Linked DNA regions of Gasterosteus aculeatus: region 2 is linked to region 1. A link is a contact called in public Hi-C data. All regions are on one chromosome and are shown on one strand. Each heading gives the region's core, a stretch centred on a gene start, on an enhancer-like site or on the middle of the called end of the contact. The rest is flanking DNA. Distances are from core to core; before and after follow the strand shown.

Region 1 (7,896 bases), core at 3,654-6,153:
CAATAGTAAGTCAAAGTGCCTTTCAACTCAAAAGTGCAAGAAAGTGCATTTTCATCATGACAGTAGCAAGATGTAAATTGCAGACAGGTTCCTGTAAATGAGAGAAGGAATCCAGGTGGGACTTTTTCAAGATGGATTTAACGGTTAACTGATGATACACATGCAGAAAGACAGGCGTCAGAGAGCCATTAACTTCCCTCCTCTGAACTGCACTGTCAATACTTCCAGTACCAGAGGTCGTATTGATCGAGCATCTTAAAAGTAGTGCTGATTTGGCACCACTTGACCTCACTGAGCCTTCTCTGGTTTATATTCCCCGTGACTTTAACGATGTCGTAGATCCTAACGCCAGCAAGGAAGCAGGGTCCCTAAGAGGTCCGCGTTACGCCGAGGATACTGTTCAGACTGAATAGCTCTTTACGCCGACGTGCCTTGTATGCAACGTGAATGGGTTAAAAGGAGGACATGAAAGACATTCTCAGAAGAGCATAGTTTTATTAAAAATGAAAGCAGTTAGTTTTTTTTTTTCCTTCCTTTCATTGTCCTTGGACTTCATCCATCACCATTAATTAGAGGTTTCACCACAGTGCGTTTGAGTAAGTTGGCAGAAGGAGGCAGAGCTTACTTTCTCATCCACTTCCTGTTTGAGTAGCTGGTACTTTGTGTGAAGAAGTGCGTGCGCGTGGTCCTTTGTGCTCAGCTGTGCTGCCAGCTTATCACACTCCTCCTTCATGCGGTCCAGCTTGCTGCGCAGCCCTGCACACAGCGCCCTGTCCGAGGCGCCGTCTGCCTGTGAAGAGGACGGCAGAGTTTAGGACGGCAGAGTTTGCATATAATAAGTATCCATTATGGCAAATGATTCAACAAGTCTGCACATCCTGTTAAAAGGCCGGGATGCTCGGATGTAAAAGGCCTCAATGGGGCTCTAAAAAGAGCCAGAATATTTAACCATCTGAAATACTTCTAATGTAAAATTGCATTTCTTCAAGAAACACATTTATTGTTAAAAGCACTTTAAAAAATGTAATCAAATTTCAATTCAAAAGCATGTGGGACGGCTATAAAAACGCTGTTATTTCAGATCCACAGCAACGCTTTTGGAGGCGATTTAAACTGTTCAGTTAATCCCGTTTTAGATCCTCAATCTCTAATACCCTCAGAAACCATCATTCCTAATTATAGATCAAATAAACAGGGTCAGAAATAGGAATAATTCATGCTTTTTCTGACCCTCTGAGGCTTCTGTCCGCGCCGTGTGAGCATTGGGTGGGCTTCTCACGGACACCAGCAGCCCCCGTAGGCTGGTACTTTAAAACGCCCTTGTCCTTACCGCGCTGGGAGATGACACCATTACAATGAGCTATGTCACATATTAATGCCATTCAGCACCGCTAATGGGCTGAGCTCAGCCGTATCAGGGAGGCCCATGCCCGCCTGGGAAACAACGTACCCGGGGGCGCTCATCGTTGGAGATACGGAAGGAGGGCACAGGGGGGGGGAAGTCAAGTGGAGTCTCCCGTCTCCAGCAGGGCCTTGATAAGACTTCTGAGGTCTGATATCAGCTCTTTAAATATTCCCCCTTGGGGCTCTGGGAAGGCCTTGAGGATCCACACACCATTAGGAGCTCAGCTGTCTTCCATCCAGAGGACAGAGGCCGAGCCGACGAGGAAAATCACTCCACTCACTCAGTCGAAACACGTCACATGTTTGCGAGGCTCTGGTCGGGTTTTTTAAAGTAGCGCTTCTTGATCAGACCTGTGAGAGCAAATCCAGCTTCCTTCACCGTCTCTGCTTCAAAAGAAAAGACCCACACACCCATTGACCACAAACGGAAGATAGATTAGCTTAGCTTAGCTTGGGGTGGAAGATGTCAAGAGAACGACACGCATTTTTTGAAAGGCTCGCGAGGGACTCGAACATGCCGCCAACGTCGCTGTCAACCAGCGGCGCGAATTATTCTGACTTCATCAAGGGGAGCGAGAGCATTGAGAAACACGTGTCCTTCCATCAGCAGACGACCAGCAACTAACGTTAGCTAACGAACTAACACGCCAACCAGCTAACTCGCCGGCCGGCGAGCGGCGAACAGCTGTTCGGGGAGCCGTGGTCCTTTTCGGGTTCAATGAATTAATGCAATACCGTGATATGCCGGGACACCGTCAGAATCTCATTTTTGGCCGCACCGTGCAGCCCTACAGCGCTGCACACGGGCTAATTGTCTCTCATCATCTATCCATCTACTATACAGCATCCCGTCCATCAGTGAGCAACACACACACATTTGGGGTTAAGTGTCCTAGCCAAGGACACTTTTAAATACTGTTAAATACTTTTAAATAAGTATTTATCGATAGAATTATTATAATATATAACATCACATCTCAGTTTCTGACATGGCTTAAGTCACGTGACGTTGGTAACCGAGGTTGTGTTTATATATAGTTTATACTTCATATTATGAACAGAAATGGAGCAAAGTGAGCTTCAGGTTGTCAGGAACCTCAGATATCACTTTCTAAGTTAGTTACGTTACAGAACAAATACACAAAGAAACTTTACATTTGTGTTGTTTTATGGAGCAGGAGGAAGCAGCATCGAGCTGAAGACAACGATGTGTGTGGTGACATTCAGCGAGTAGCTTGGACATCTTCTGTGAGATCTTAAATTAGCTCCTATTCTATGCAAGAAGAAAAGTCCTTGCATACAAGTTAATACATGTGTTTGCTGCTGTTGTTTTTATTGACTGTAGTTATTGATTTTCTCTGCCTTAAGATTGCAATATTACTTTTAGCTTAAACTATATGGCTTAACTGATTTAATTTGAATTTAAAATAACCGGAAAATGATTTTCTCTCAGCCTGAAACACATCATGGTCCGGAGGAGAAGCTTTGCATTTTCTTAAACGAGATAGTAAGATTACCTTTTCTATCTGCATTTAATATGTTTTTTGTATTTTAAGGCTTTTACTGTCAAGCGCAGCAGGTTGCTGGGCAACGGGAGCTGCAGAGGAAAAGCGGATGACGCCAGCGGGAACTTCCCCCGTAGGCCAGACCGTCCAATAAGACACGGCTATCGCCTCAATGGCAGAGTAACCGACCTGTCCGTCCCCCCTCTGTTGACAAGTACAAGGAGCTGAGGAGTCTACACCCCGTCCCTCAGGAGAGGAGGGGGACACACCTGGAGCTAATGTCTGCGTCAGGGAAATGCATGAAGGACATCCAGGGGAACAGATGGAGAGGCGCTCAGGGCTCCTCTCTGGAAGCGTAGAGGCCGGTCAATGTGAACATTTAAACTTCATTAAAGAGTTCATGACCAAGGCTAGACTTTCTGTTATTGGAAGTTATACTGGAACAATAAAAGCAATGCTGAAATCTAGATGAGTGTTCCGGGCCAACCGTCTAGCAATATAGTTCATTATGTATTGTATTGTCACCTACCGCCTGAAATCAGTGTGTTCCTTTAGATAAATTAAAGCATTTCCACAATAAATTGGTACATAAGCTGCCGGGAAAACCAATGCTAAATGTATTCCAATTTATTTTGCTAAATGTGGCATTTAGTAACCCTTTCAAAGATGTAACGCAACACAATGATCAAGACTCCTATTCAGGGGGACTATGAGTCTACATTTGAATTAGTGGGGTCAGTACAGGACCCTGATGATGGAACGGTTGAGAGCCGATTCACATGCCAGCAGCTGTAACGCTTATCAACACACACGCAACTCATCTATGCACAACTGAAGTGCAACGACCAGCCGCCAGGCTCAAGCTAGCTGTTTTAATGTCTTAATGTTAAGCTAATATAATCCAGTGCTCACCTTAACCTCCTCCAGCTGGGCCTTTATTTCGTCCCTCTCCCGTTGGCAGAGCTTGAGCATGTCCTGCGCTTCCCAATCCTTCCTCGTCCTGCTGTTGTGCGTCACGGCCCTCGTGTTTTCCAGTTCTGCCTGATGCGCCGCTCTCTCCAGCTGCAGCTGCTGCCCCAGAGCGGCCCGCTCCTCCTGCGCCGCTTGCAGCCTGGCCTGGAGCTCCGCGGAGCCCTTCTGGAGGCTGTGCTTGGAGCTCTCCTCCTCGGCTAACCTCTGGGTTAGATGAGCGTGGGCCGAGGTCATCTGCTTTAAGGCGGCCTGGTCCCTCTGGCACTGACGGGCCTGGATCTCCGCCTGCTCCTCCAGCCTCTGGTTCTCCTCCTTTAGTCTCGTCTTGGCCGCGGCCAGACGCTGAGTGTCCTCCTCCAGGGCAGCGGAGGCCTCCTTCACCTGGGGTCAGAGTCTGTTAGTGTGATCAGAGCGCTTTGCAGGACTCCATCGCCGAGGTTTTCACTACATTTAACAAGATTTCAAACTGGTCAGCCAAAATAATTAAATGAAATTCAGTCTGCCTGTGGAGTGCAGGATGCTCATGTGATCGTGACCTCTAAAAAACCAAATGATACGTCAACCATTTGCATGACTTCAATGCTGTCTGAATGCTAAACGTGTCATCATCATCACACGACCCGCTGGCAGTGTGATGCCGCTCGATTTCGACCACCCGGCTGACTCCATCAATCGGCCTGATGGAACGATACGGTTCCTAAATACTAACTCCAGTGTTGCATCTTCCTACGGCTAAAACGAATGTCTTAGCAGTACCTCCCGGATCTCCTGCTCCAGCGACAAGTGGCGCTGGCGGATCTCGGACAGCTCCACGTCCTTGCGGTGGAGCTCTTCTTCGCGTTGGGCCAAGCGGCCCAGGACTCCGGCGAGCTCCCGGCGGGTCGCCTCCGTCTGCTGGCGCAGCTCCTTCAGCTGGGCCCGGGCGCTCTCCCTTTCCCTGGCTACCTGGAGGGGGGAGAAGGGAAATGAGGGATGACATATGAATGGGAGGCGGAAGATGGTGTTCAAAAAGCCGCTGTAACAATGATAATGAGAAGGAGCGACAGAGAGACATGTGCAGGAGCAGCTCCAGCACCGATAGCACAGACAATGGTCACGTCTGTTCCAGGCAGATTGCTTCTAATGCTGCAGCTCTGCCTGGAATGTGCCGGAGCTCAGAACCTAATCATTTAATTGAGCACTTGATTCCCTCCGCTAATTCATTAGGGGAGCAGAAATACTTTTTGTAATTAATTCACGTCGCGTCGAGTAAGCCGGGGAGGGCGTCCGCCTGGCGGAGGAGCGAGGCTGCTGACGGGGACTCGGAGTTCAAACAGAGTGGGAAGCACTGGGAGGTGACCTTCAAGCTAATAATCACTGAACCTTTCATCGTTCCACAGAGCACTACTTTAACATACAGGGCCTCGCAAAAGGTTCTGTGACCCGCTTCCGATTTGGATATAGAATTATGAAGCTGTTAGAAACAAGGTCGTGCAGTTCTGACTTTGTATGACTTATTGCTGGCTTTTATCTGCATTCAATAGTTTTTACCCTCCCATTGGCTGTTCAGGCTCAGCCGTATTCGCCCGGGTAACGTGAGGCGAAAACCTTCTAGAGAACAGAGCTCCTGTGGCGTGTCCTCAGTGTTCACGTAGTAGCAACATTTGCTTCCACCAGCGAGAGTTTGGCTGAAATAAGTTGTTGTATTCTCGCTGCCAGGAGCGCCGCTACGAATCAGATGCTGCTGCAGCAGCATCTGGACCCTTTGAGACTGAGCAGCTGAAGGCCATGAGAAGCTGAGCTAACTCAGGGTGACTAGTCAATATGCTGCAGTGACATGTACCACATTGTGGTGCAGAGTTTTGACTTTGTTCAATGATGGGCCAAAACGAAAAGACTGGTATGTATTTGTATTCTTCATGTAGGCTGCTCTGAGATGTTGCCTCATGTGCTGATCTGCATCACGGGACAAATGTCTTTGCAGAACATGGTCGATCTCTTTGTCAATAATGACGCCAAAGTATTTTGAATAAACTGAACCTACCATAAAGACAGACTGGAGATCCAAATACTTCTTTAGCAGGCACGTCATGAATATATAGATATAGACCAAATAGAATTACTATAATCTGAAAAGTCAAAGCAAAGGTATGTTGACTTTTAGTCCCGAGTACTGTTCAGTCCAGAAACCTTACACACCAATAGTAAAACCCAGCACCTACAATTCCCCTCATCGCACTAATAAGATCTTGCATTAGTGTATGCTAACGCATACACCTGCACCAACACACCTGCGAGGCCCCGTCCGTGTGGACCTGAGCCTGGGCCCTCGCCTCCTCCAGGTCCTTCTGCAGCCTCCTGCACTTTGCCTTCCACTGGCGCACGGCCTCCTGGGCCCTGGTCCTCAATTCAGCTCTGCTCCTCGTGCTCTCCTGGAGCAGCGCCTCCGTCTCCCTCCTGTCGGCCTGCCCTCGGCTCTGTCATAACAAGTGGGCACAGTCATTCCTTTTTCTTTTCTTTTTTTCAGCCATGCCGATGTTAAATGTTTTTTTTTGTTGAGTTAAAATAAACCTACTACAACAGTTAGCATAACTTAACATTAGTGAGTGTTCACTTCATTAATCTTTACTGTGAAGCATCAATACAAACATACCTGCATCTCCCTCAACTGGTCCAGCATTCGTAGCTGCTGCTGCTCCCACTGGGCCCGCTCTGATGACAGGTCCTGAAAGAGACAAAGGACGTGTGTGTGTCTGTGTGTGTGAGACTAATACCACTGCTGGTGGGGCACAGAAGAGTCGGGCAGACATAAGGGTGCAGAGGAATGGCTATAATAAACAAATTATAATAAACAGTAAAGAGCGAGTGACAAAATACAGATTATATGCAAGCTCTTCTGAAAAGTTGTAGTGCCATTTAGGTATTTATACTGAATAAGACAGCAATCAAAGGTTGGAACCCCTTTTGCTTTATTCTTGCTGGCATACTCTCAACAAGCAGTTGTTTGCTCCATATTGACATGAAAGCTCCTGAAGTTTGCGGATGACACAACCCTCATTGGACTGATCTCTGGTGGGGACGAGTCCGCCTACAGCTGGAGTCTGACCATCTGGTGTCCTGGTGCAGTCAGAACAACCTGGAGCTCAACGCTCTAAAGACAGTGGAGATGGTTGTGGATTTCCGGAGGAACAAAGCCCCACCCTCCCCCATCACCCTGTGTGACTCCCCCGTCACTATTGTGGACTCCTGGGTCCTGACTCCTGTGGTTTCCTGGGCTCCATCATCACCCAGGACCTCAAGTGGGATTGAGAAAGATTTTTTTTCTCTTATAAAAAAACTCAAACTCAGATTTGAGAAAATTTAGAAAATTCAAGATGCATCGATAATCGTTTTATCAGTTTAGAATCGATAATCGGTTTAGAATCGAATCGTTGACCTCTGAATCAGAATCGAATCGTGAGGTGCGAGAGATTCCCACCCCTATTGTCACTCGTCACTTGTTCGATGTGGTTGTTCGTGCACTTTATTTTTTAACTTTTTAAATTTTTTAAATTTTTAACTCTAACTTTATTCCCTTGTTTTACACTAACCCATCGCCTTATTCTACTAACCCATTGCATTAGCATTTCATTTCATTTTATTGTATTACTTGTGCACTGCTGTCTTGTTGTTTATTGTTGTCTATTGTTACACTGTCTACTGTCACGCACCAACCGCCAAGACAAATTCCTTGTATGTTTGACGTATTTTGGCAATAAATGTTTCCTGATTCCTGATGGCGTCACGCGGATGTTGCAGGTTTGTCGGCTGCCCGTCTATGATTCCACCACCTCCCAGAGGGGCTCTATTGGGTTGAGATGTGGCGACCGTGGACTCTTTGTCATGTTTAAGAGACCAGTGTGAGATGGTATGAGCTCTGTGACGTGGTGCGTCATCCTGCTGAAGATGGTCCACTGTGGTCATAAGGGGATGAAATATCCTCCACAGCACCAGCAGGCTAAATGCATGGATCCATGCTTCCTTGTGGTTTATGCCA
Region 2 (7,896 bases), core at 2,898-5,397, 130 kb before region 1:
CGGGCTTCACACTAGGTGCCCCAGGTTGGGCCGACCTGTTGTCCCTTTTCCTACTTTATTGGCGTTTTATTCTCGGAGGCTCATGAAAGTTCTCATTCAGTTTGTGAAAGTACCTTTCGGCTAAATTCAACTTCTACTATAAGTGGCGCATTAAAATATGAGGACATTTGTCAATAAATACCCGCGCCTGGCACCTTCCATCCCAAACGGCCACTTTGGAATGATGTCACTCCATCTGTCCTACTAGCTGAGGCGAGCTTGTTGACTAGAAATGGCCGAGGCGTCGAACGATCAGGTGGCACTGACCGCTAAGCGGCCTGAGGTGTCGCCACTGAGGAACACGTTTAGCATGACGGAGCTTTACTGCTCCTGTGACTGCACGAATGTTGCCCCCCCTCCCCATCACTTTATCACTACTCCTTCCTTGTCTCTTGATATGTGTGTTAGAACTGGAGCTTCGCGTCCAGCCCTCGGGGGGGTCCAACGAGCTGCCTCGCTATTGGCTGATGGGGCTAATGATGCTTGACCAGCGGTGCGCCGTGTCACTGGGATCGGACTGGATGTCGCTTGTGTCAATCGATGTGTCGTCGGCGCGCTCAGAGCCGCGGTATAATTGGGTGTCGTGGAGCCGAGTGCCCCAGGGCCAGAAGAGCCGACGTAAAATGGGGTGAAAAAAAGAAAGAGAGTTTTTACTCCTCAACGAACGGCTGCGCTGTGATGCCCTTTATTATGGGGCCATATATTTGTGAGCCAATGCTCCTGATGCACGATCATTTCTCGGTTAAATGACCTACTGTACTGCCAGACTGCTTATCTGTTGACATAACGGGGGCTGGAGATTCCTTCCAGCTATTCTTGTTTTAGTTTATTTCATTTCATATTTTAATATTTGTTATCTTATTATATTGTATATAATGTGTATTTTTTAATTCTATTTTCTTCCCTGTACATGCTGCTGTGACACCAAAATGTTCCTCTTGAGGGACCAATAAAGTATCAATCTATCTATCTGACATGAGCTGTAACTGCAGCACTTTACTCTGTAAATACACAAATTGTCCCTTTACATGACATTTAGTAAAAGAGCTTTACAACTAAAAGGCAGTTAGTTTAATAGGGAGCTCTAGTTAAACGTAACGGCTAACAGTCTTATGTGGTAGCTGTTGCCCAGGAGAAGAGGCTGCTGTGATGAACCGATTCTCTGCCGCCGATTGCGACCTCGCTCAGGCTCCCTGCAAACGGCCCCGGTGAGCGTGCGAGGGAGCGGTTGCACGGATGAGGCGGGAAATGATTGAGTCAAACGCATCACAGCGGGGCCATCCGTCTGCTGCGGTGCCAGGCGGGTGACCTTGAGGCCGTCGGTTTCCTCGGGGGGGGGGGGGCGGCCACAGACAGACACGTCCATCAACGCGTGTTTCCCAGACACGTGGCAGGAGCGGCGGCAGCACGCGCTAATCACCCGATCAATGCCTCGCGAAAAAATGGCACATGCCTCGAGTAAGAGCAAGTTGTATTCATTTATTTTTGCTGTGGTCTTTTGAGCGCACGTGGCCCTCGCATCGAATTTCGCATCCCCGGTGCTTTTGATCCCACAGCCTACAAAAGAAGAAGTTCTGCTAAATGCAATTTCTTTGAATCCTTTTTGGGCCACATGAATACAAGTGATTTTTCATTGGTAGACGGCCGCTGCACTCAATTGCATCAGTGAGTGCACGTTACTGTTTAGATGTGCGTGGAGGAAAGAGGAAAGGTGAGTTGAGTTTTATCGGTCTGTCCCCCCCCCCCCCCTTTCTCCCCCTATTCTCCCATCGGTGAGGCTGATGGGAAGTTATCGCCAGAAGGCAGGTAGCCTCTAAAGAGCAGAGTAAAAAGAATAACGCTCTCCTCTGCACAGCACGTACAGGAGCGGCAACGCTGTATGTCTCATGCCGTTCGGCCAGGCTTTTGCACGGGTCACACTGTAAATGAGGTGTAGCGCCACCCACTGGGCAGTCGCGTCATTCTCTATGTGATACGTCCACAGTGAGGTTTCTCGTCTTAACCTGCACAGTTTAATAGCTGTCGGACATTGTTTTTATTTCACCATCAACAGGCTCTCTTCACCGAAGAACACGCTGTGGGGAATGTGTGGTCCTGTGCAGGGGTGGGGGCAGGCCTTTCACCGTCTCCCATCGGGTGAAACTGATGGCTTTCATCAGGTGAAGGCGTTTCAAGACAATCGCCTCTGACAGTTTTATCTCCAAAGAGGACAAGCAGGCCTTTCCCGCTCGGCTTGCTGCGGTTACAAGGTTGTTGCCATTGTTTTGGAGATTACAAGATTGAAAGACAAACTCCACTGGCGACTAACTAAATATCTGAAATAGCAGCACAACATTTGCTTGTTAAAGGGGACATTTTATTTAGTACATTTAAAGAAAGCATGTATTATTCCATAGCATTTTCACAAAAGGTTTTCGTGTAAAGCCCCCTTCGTATATGTCTAATCCCCACGTGGCCTTTGATTGCTGGCTTATTTTGCTTGTGTGTCAAAGTGTTGTTTGTGATGTTTAGGACATGTCTCCCACGATGTGTTTGAGGGAATTGTTGAATTCTAATGGCTTTTTGTTGGAGGATTGAGGCCGTGCTTTTAGCGCTCTGTTGGACGGCGAGGAAGACATTGGACTCCTGGGTGTGTAGGACCGTATACCGTGTTCTTTCTCTGGGAAACATCGGCCTCAGTCCTGCCACCAGGAATAAGATGGAGGGGCTCGTGTTCCACTTGGCTTTGCCGTAGTCGTATTTTCATTGCATGATTGCCTGGTCCTCATTCTAGTGCGGGTGTGGATCCCATCTTGATCGTCTTAAACACTCACAATGACACGTTTTGAGATGCTGCACGGCATCTCAAGCTGGACCCCACACCCTCAACGGCGCTCGATCGTCGCCTCATTGAATGATCAACCTCTGACTTCCTGACCTCGTCCTCTTCGTTTCTGTCTATTGCGGGTTTCTTTCTCGGCCACATTGCTAGATGTCTGCGCTTAGCAGCCTCAGAAGCCTCCCAGCTCATAACACAGCCCCCCACAGATGGGCCGTGCAGACTTTGAAGCTGGATCACACTAACTTGAGTTGGCAGTCATACCCACCTGCCTCTACGTGAGCCACCACGTCAAGCTCTTTGATAACTGCTGTCTGAATTGCAGATAAGTTTAACACTTGATAAATAATGCAGGCTGCTTGATCTTGAATCCAACGTGGATCACAAGTGAAGACAATTCTTTGTGTTGCCAGGCGGGTTCATGCTAAATGGCAGTTCTACTCTGTAGCATTCTCCTTTTTTCCTCTCCCCAAACACGATATCTCTGTATTGGTTCACCTCAGTGCTGTGATGGAACTGGACAAAAAACGCATTGTCAAGGATGAAAGGTCTGAAAGCTCTTTAACAGTCTCTGCTCTTTATCTTTGCCGTTCATTTTTCTAAATAAAATTCTATATAATCGTCATATTTGACTAGTTCCACGGAAGGGGCTCGTCGTCATGACAAGCTGCCTCTAAAAGGTCATCATCTATATTCATCACACAATGGCCTCCATGAATATGTAATTGGGATTTGCTCAAGGGTTGTTGATTCATTTTACATAACGGCACCCGTACTGTAGTCGGTCCTTATCATCCCGACGTCTGGAAATACACCTTCACATACTAAGGAAGCGTCTTTAGAAAGGGGAATTCGGACCCGGGCGAACTACACTACAGATGCTCCTCACAGTTTGTGTTTCAGTTCAATCTTCCCGCCACTTTACATATTAAACTGCTGCATTGCAAATCATTTCATCTCAATGTCACACATCCCCTTACAGGCGTTACATTTTTAGAAAAGTTTTAGCCGCCCTGTCGCCGTGTTGACTTGTCGCACAGAAGCAGCCCAATGACGTCCCTGCACACGGTTTAAAAAGCAGCGTCTCATTCAGCTTCTCCAAGTCACCCTCTGTGCCCCTGACACACACACACACACACACACACAAAGTAGGACACTGGTGCCATTTAGATTAGTATCCCATGTGACCGATGCTGACATGAATTTGCTGGGTGACAAGGGACCCAATTACAGCAGAGGGCCGATCGTCCGCGGCCCCTCCGTTTGAAATGGTCTCCCGAGCGTCACGCAGCCGGGGAACAGGAGGATGTGTGGTTAGCGGCGGAGTGTGTGCGCGGCTGTAGCTGTGTCCCTGTCTGTTCATGTCTGTGGGGGAAGGGGGGGGGCAGGCGAGGACAAACACCGGGGTCCAACGCGTCGCTGCAAGAGTAAACCTGATGCAAACGGACCGCCGGCGGTCCTGAGATGCCTGTTATGGGTCGCGAGCCGACACATGCATAGATGCGTGCACCGCAGGTGGTCCCGCGTTACCCCCTCAGCCCCCCTTTGGTGTCTCTGCAACTTTTCATCAAGGGGGGGGGCGTGGGGTTTATCTACGGGGCCAGGTCAAAAAATCAAAATGTTAATGATCGTAGCTGAACGGCCCAGGAAACAGGAAGTGAATCAGCCACAACGCAGCCGGGCTGTGTGCACACGATTCGGTTTGACATCATTTGAGGCCCGTACACGGGGAGACGGACAAAGAGTTCCCGCTTCCTGTGCTGTCATGGATCTTCCTCGGCTGAAAGCGACTCTGAGGCGAGCCGCCCTCCGTGCTCGCGTCTTCCTTAATGCGCGTTTCCTTCATCTACTGTCGCGTGCGTCGTTGGCGTCCTTTTTTTTTCTTTTTTGTCTCCCAGGCTATTTTCAAACTGTGTTCCGCTCAGCGCGCGCTCTCTCTCCTCTGCCCTACTTCTCGAGATGCGGAACGAGAAGCGCCCTCGCGCTGGCCAATGGAACCCGAACGTCCCCCGCCATGAAGTATCTCCCTTCGGCGGCGTGATGCTTGTGAAGGGCTCTGCGTGCGTGTCGGAGGCGGGCTCGGGGAGCGCGCCGCCGTGTCGTACGTGCCGTCCGCTTCCCCTGTTCTCTTCACCTGGGCCAGGGTTGTTGGTTCAAGGGGGATCAGCTGACATACTTCTGGCGCCGCTTTCTGGCTCGGGGATTGGTTGACGGCGCCAGTGGGGGGGGTTTCCCTCGTCATTTATCCCTGTGCGATGTGTGTGCCAGTGGGACGGCGCCCCGGGCCTTTGCCAGGCCGATTACTCCCTGGCTGTTCAGCCCGTGTGTGTGTGTGTGTGTTCGGGCCCTGCTGGATGTTTCTCCATCGTAGGGACCCTCATCACGGCCCCCTCACTGTCACCGCCGTCTGCTTCCCTCCCTCCTCCCTCCTCCTGCAACGCGCCGCAGTCGGGTCCTGGCACGAGACACGAAATATCGGAAATCACATAAAGACAAAAATCAGGTGAGAGGGAGGACGCACATGTGGGAACACGCAGGCTCCTGGCGTGAAAGCGGATCTTAGATCAGGTCTTAGAAATAGGCATTTATTATTTATGAGAAGACTTCTCTCTCAGCAAAATGAAAACGTGGCTTTTTGTTATTTCGTTTTTTAGCGTCTTACAGCGACATTTGAACGTTTGACTTGATGTGTTTGGAGTCCTACAGATAAACAATAACCCCCCTCACCTCAAATTTGGATATACAGATAATTGTTTAATCCATGATACTGTATTATGATATTAACAACAATTATGATATTAACAATTTTAATCTTAAAGTGATCTTAAATATATATATATATTTATTCTTCACCCTTCGTTCCAATGGTTGGACGCATTGCTGGGCCTTTCTATATGAACACTGATGGAAGATCCTTTTATGAAACCCTTTTTTCTGGCTTTGCTCGGCTTATTTTGGTCTAATTCTTCAGAGATAAAAGGGAGTTGAGAGCTCTGAGACTTCCTCTATTTGCAAAGATGGAAAACCCTGCAGTTGTTTTGCTTCTATCTACTTCTATCCACTGTACTGTAGCCAATTAACCAATGCCTGTTTTTTTTGCATTACCTGCCATATTTTGTCATTAGTCATGATCACAAGATCTGATAAGCCAGCCGTGCGCGTGTCTGCTTGGACAACCAGCTTTTCATTTCATGTCCGTGGTCCATTGTTTCCTCCCCTGCATGCTATCAGCCCCCTGCTACCACCACCATCACGCATGCTTTACTACATCAGAGTTGATTGCTTGGTGCGTCTCAGGCTCCGAGGAAGGTGAGGCCGCCGTCAGCGCCGGCTTCATTGAGAGAAAAGCAAGGAATGAAACAGCAGAGCGGGTGGTGTGACGCAGGTCAGAGGGAGTCACACAACAAGGCAACACTACTGCAGAGTGAGTAACCTAAAAGTACATCGACATTTAACATAAGTGATTGGCTAATGGACCTTAATCGTAGTTTTTAAAAACTGGAAGTAGAGGCTGAATATCCAGTAAAAGGCGCCCTTTCTCTCCAGTGTCTCCGATAGTGATCTAAGACTCTGCAGATTTACGGGGTTTTCTCGTACGTGTACATTGTACAACATCGTAAGCTCAAGTTTCTCTTTCTGCCCCACATTTATATCAAATTCTACATTTAAGGTTTCAGGATTTGTATCGTAATTCCACACCTGTAAGAAATCTGATACTTTACACTTCGGCTCCGTTAAATGTGACAAGTTCTCAGCGGTTTATCAGAATCAAGTGGCCGACTGAGAATTCAAAGACTTTCCTTAATGGTTTGGAGTCTGATTCCCACTGAGGCTCAAATGGCTCAAATGATATTCTCCCATGGAACCGCGAGTCACTTTGAATGAAATCAGCCACTGAGCAGCATGAAAAGTGCCCATGTGGTGTCTCCGGCGAGAGCGCCGCCATGCGATCCGCTCCGTTAAGTGGACATCCGGCAATTCCTTCATCTCTTTGTGGAGGGAGACAGCAGGTGCTGCTCTGCGTATATTTCACCCCCCCGAAGAGAAGCAGAGAACTCTTCCACGTCGTTCAGTTCTGCTCAGCGCTCATAGATCGGTGTGGGGGGGGGGCTCAACGGAGTCAGCCGGCTCTTCCTCTTCCTCTCCATCCCCGCCCGCCTCCTCCGTAAGTCATTGTTACGTAAATGTCTTTAAAACTCGTGGACGCCCCATCAGGAGAAACCGCGTACGATCCCAGAGTCCCGCCTCGTTTACTGTGCTGGCGGGTTCTGTTCGGGCTCGGCAGCGTCGCCATCCTTCGGACGTTCTGTATCCCACGGGATGTGTTACCCCACACACACGCGTGTGCGTATTCCAGAGCAGCGAGCTGCATGTGTGTCTGCCGGGACGTCCCAGTGGGGAATGTGAGTCTCCGTGTGTGATGGGGCTGTTTCTCAATTACTGGAACATTTCATCACCCAAAGGTTTAGTCCATCACGTTGCGTGAGGACGGTTCAGTTAAAGCTTCTGGCCTCTTTGCTCAGAGATAAATGCTGATGTGCAGCGAAGAATATATTTTCAAAAGTGAAACGGTGCAAAGCCTGATGGGGGATTTCATGGAGATATAAATGGATCGAATAAAACTACGGAGGTGTAGAAGTTCACCCCGATATGCCGGGATAGACAATTCTTTCTTCATTCCAGCTTGTGATATAACACGTGTCAAAACGCTGCTGTTTTCTCAGTTATTCGATCCGTCCAGACTCAGCGACACTACAAACACTCAATAAACGGGTGAAAATATGTTGATCATTATTACCGACAGTACGGCTCATGATGCGTGTCGGTACTATAAATAATAATCATCATCATTTTAATAACAATGAATGAATTCTGATTCACTCATAGATATTATGAAGTAACTCGTTGTTTCACTCCTCATGTGCTCATATCTGTGGTGCTAAATGATCCGAATGAGAGACATATTTGGTTTGAGAACGCATTTATGTATTTCTATGTACGTGTCACGTGGAACTCGCTTCACATTTCTTGTCTTTTCC

The links. A called contact is a pair of places that touch in the nucleus more often than the background predicts.
Region 2: a Hi-C map of skeletal muscle shows a contact between it and region 1, with 3 times the contacts expected there. The contact joins the enhancer-like site here to the promoter of LOC120807839 in region 1. A contact is called at or near these places in 3 of 6 Hi-C or Micro-C datasets (skeletal muscle, tail fin and whole body).

The regions. Positions count from the first base shown.
Region 1 is chr18:2,166,114-2,174,009 of fGasAcu3.hap1.1, reverse strand. LOC120807839 (26S proteasome regulatory subunit 4) reads left to right here and starts at 4,903. Exons shown (of 11, transcript XM_078094024.1): 1 at 4,903-4,907. The coding sequence starts at 4,905. It overlaps cep128 (centrosomal protein 128), which reads right to left. Exons shown (of 25, transcript XR_013453497.1): 12 at 6,514-6,585; 13 at 6,152-6,337; 14 at 4,638-4,826; 15 at 3,822-4,262; 16 at 626-790.
Region 2 is chr18:2,292,327-2,300,222 of fGasAcu3.hap1.1, reverse strand. All of the region lies in intron 17 of nrxn3b (neurexin 3b), which reads left to right. Among protein-coding and RNA genes, the nearest start is that of nrxn3b, 110 kb to the left of the region's middle. Within about 2 kb of position 4,147, at least 1 of the 9 cell types and tissues checked has open chromatin away from gene starts, as enhancers often do.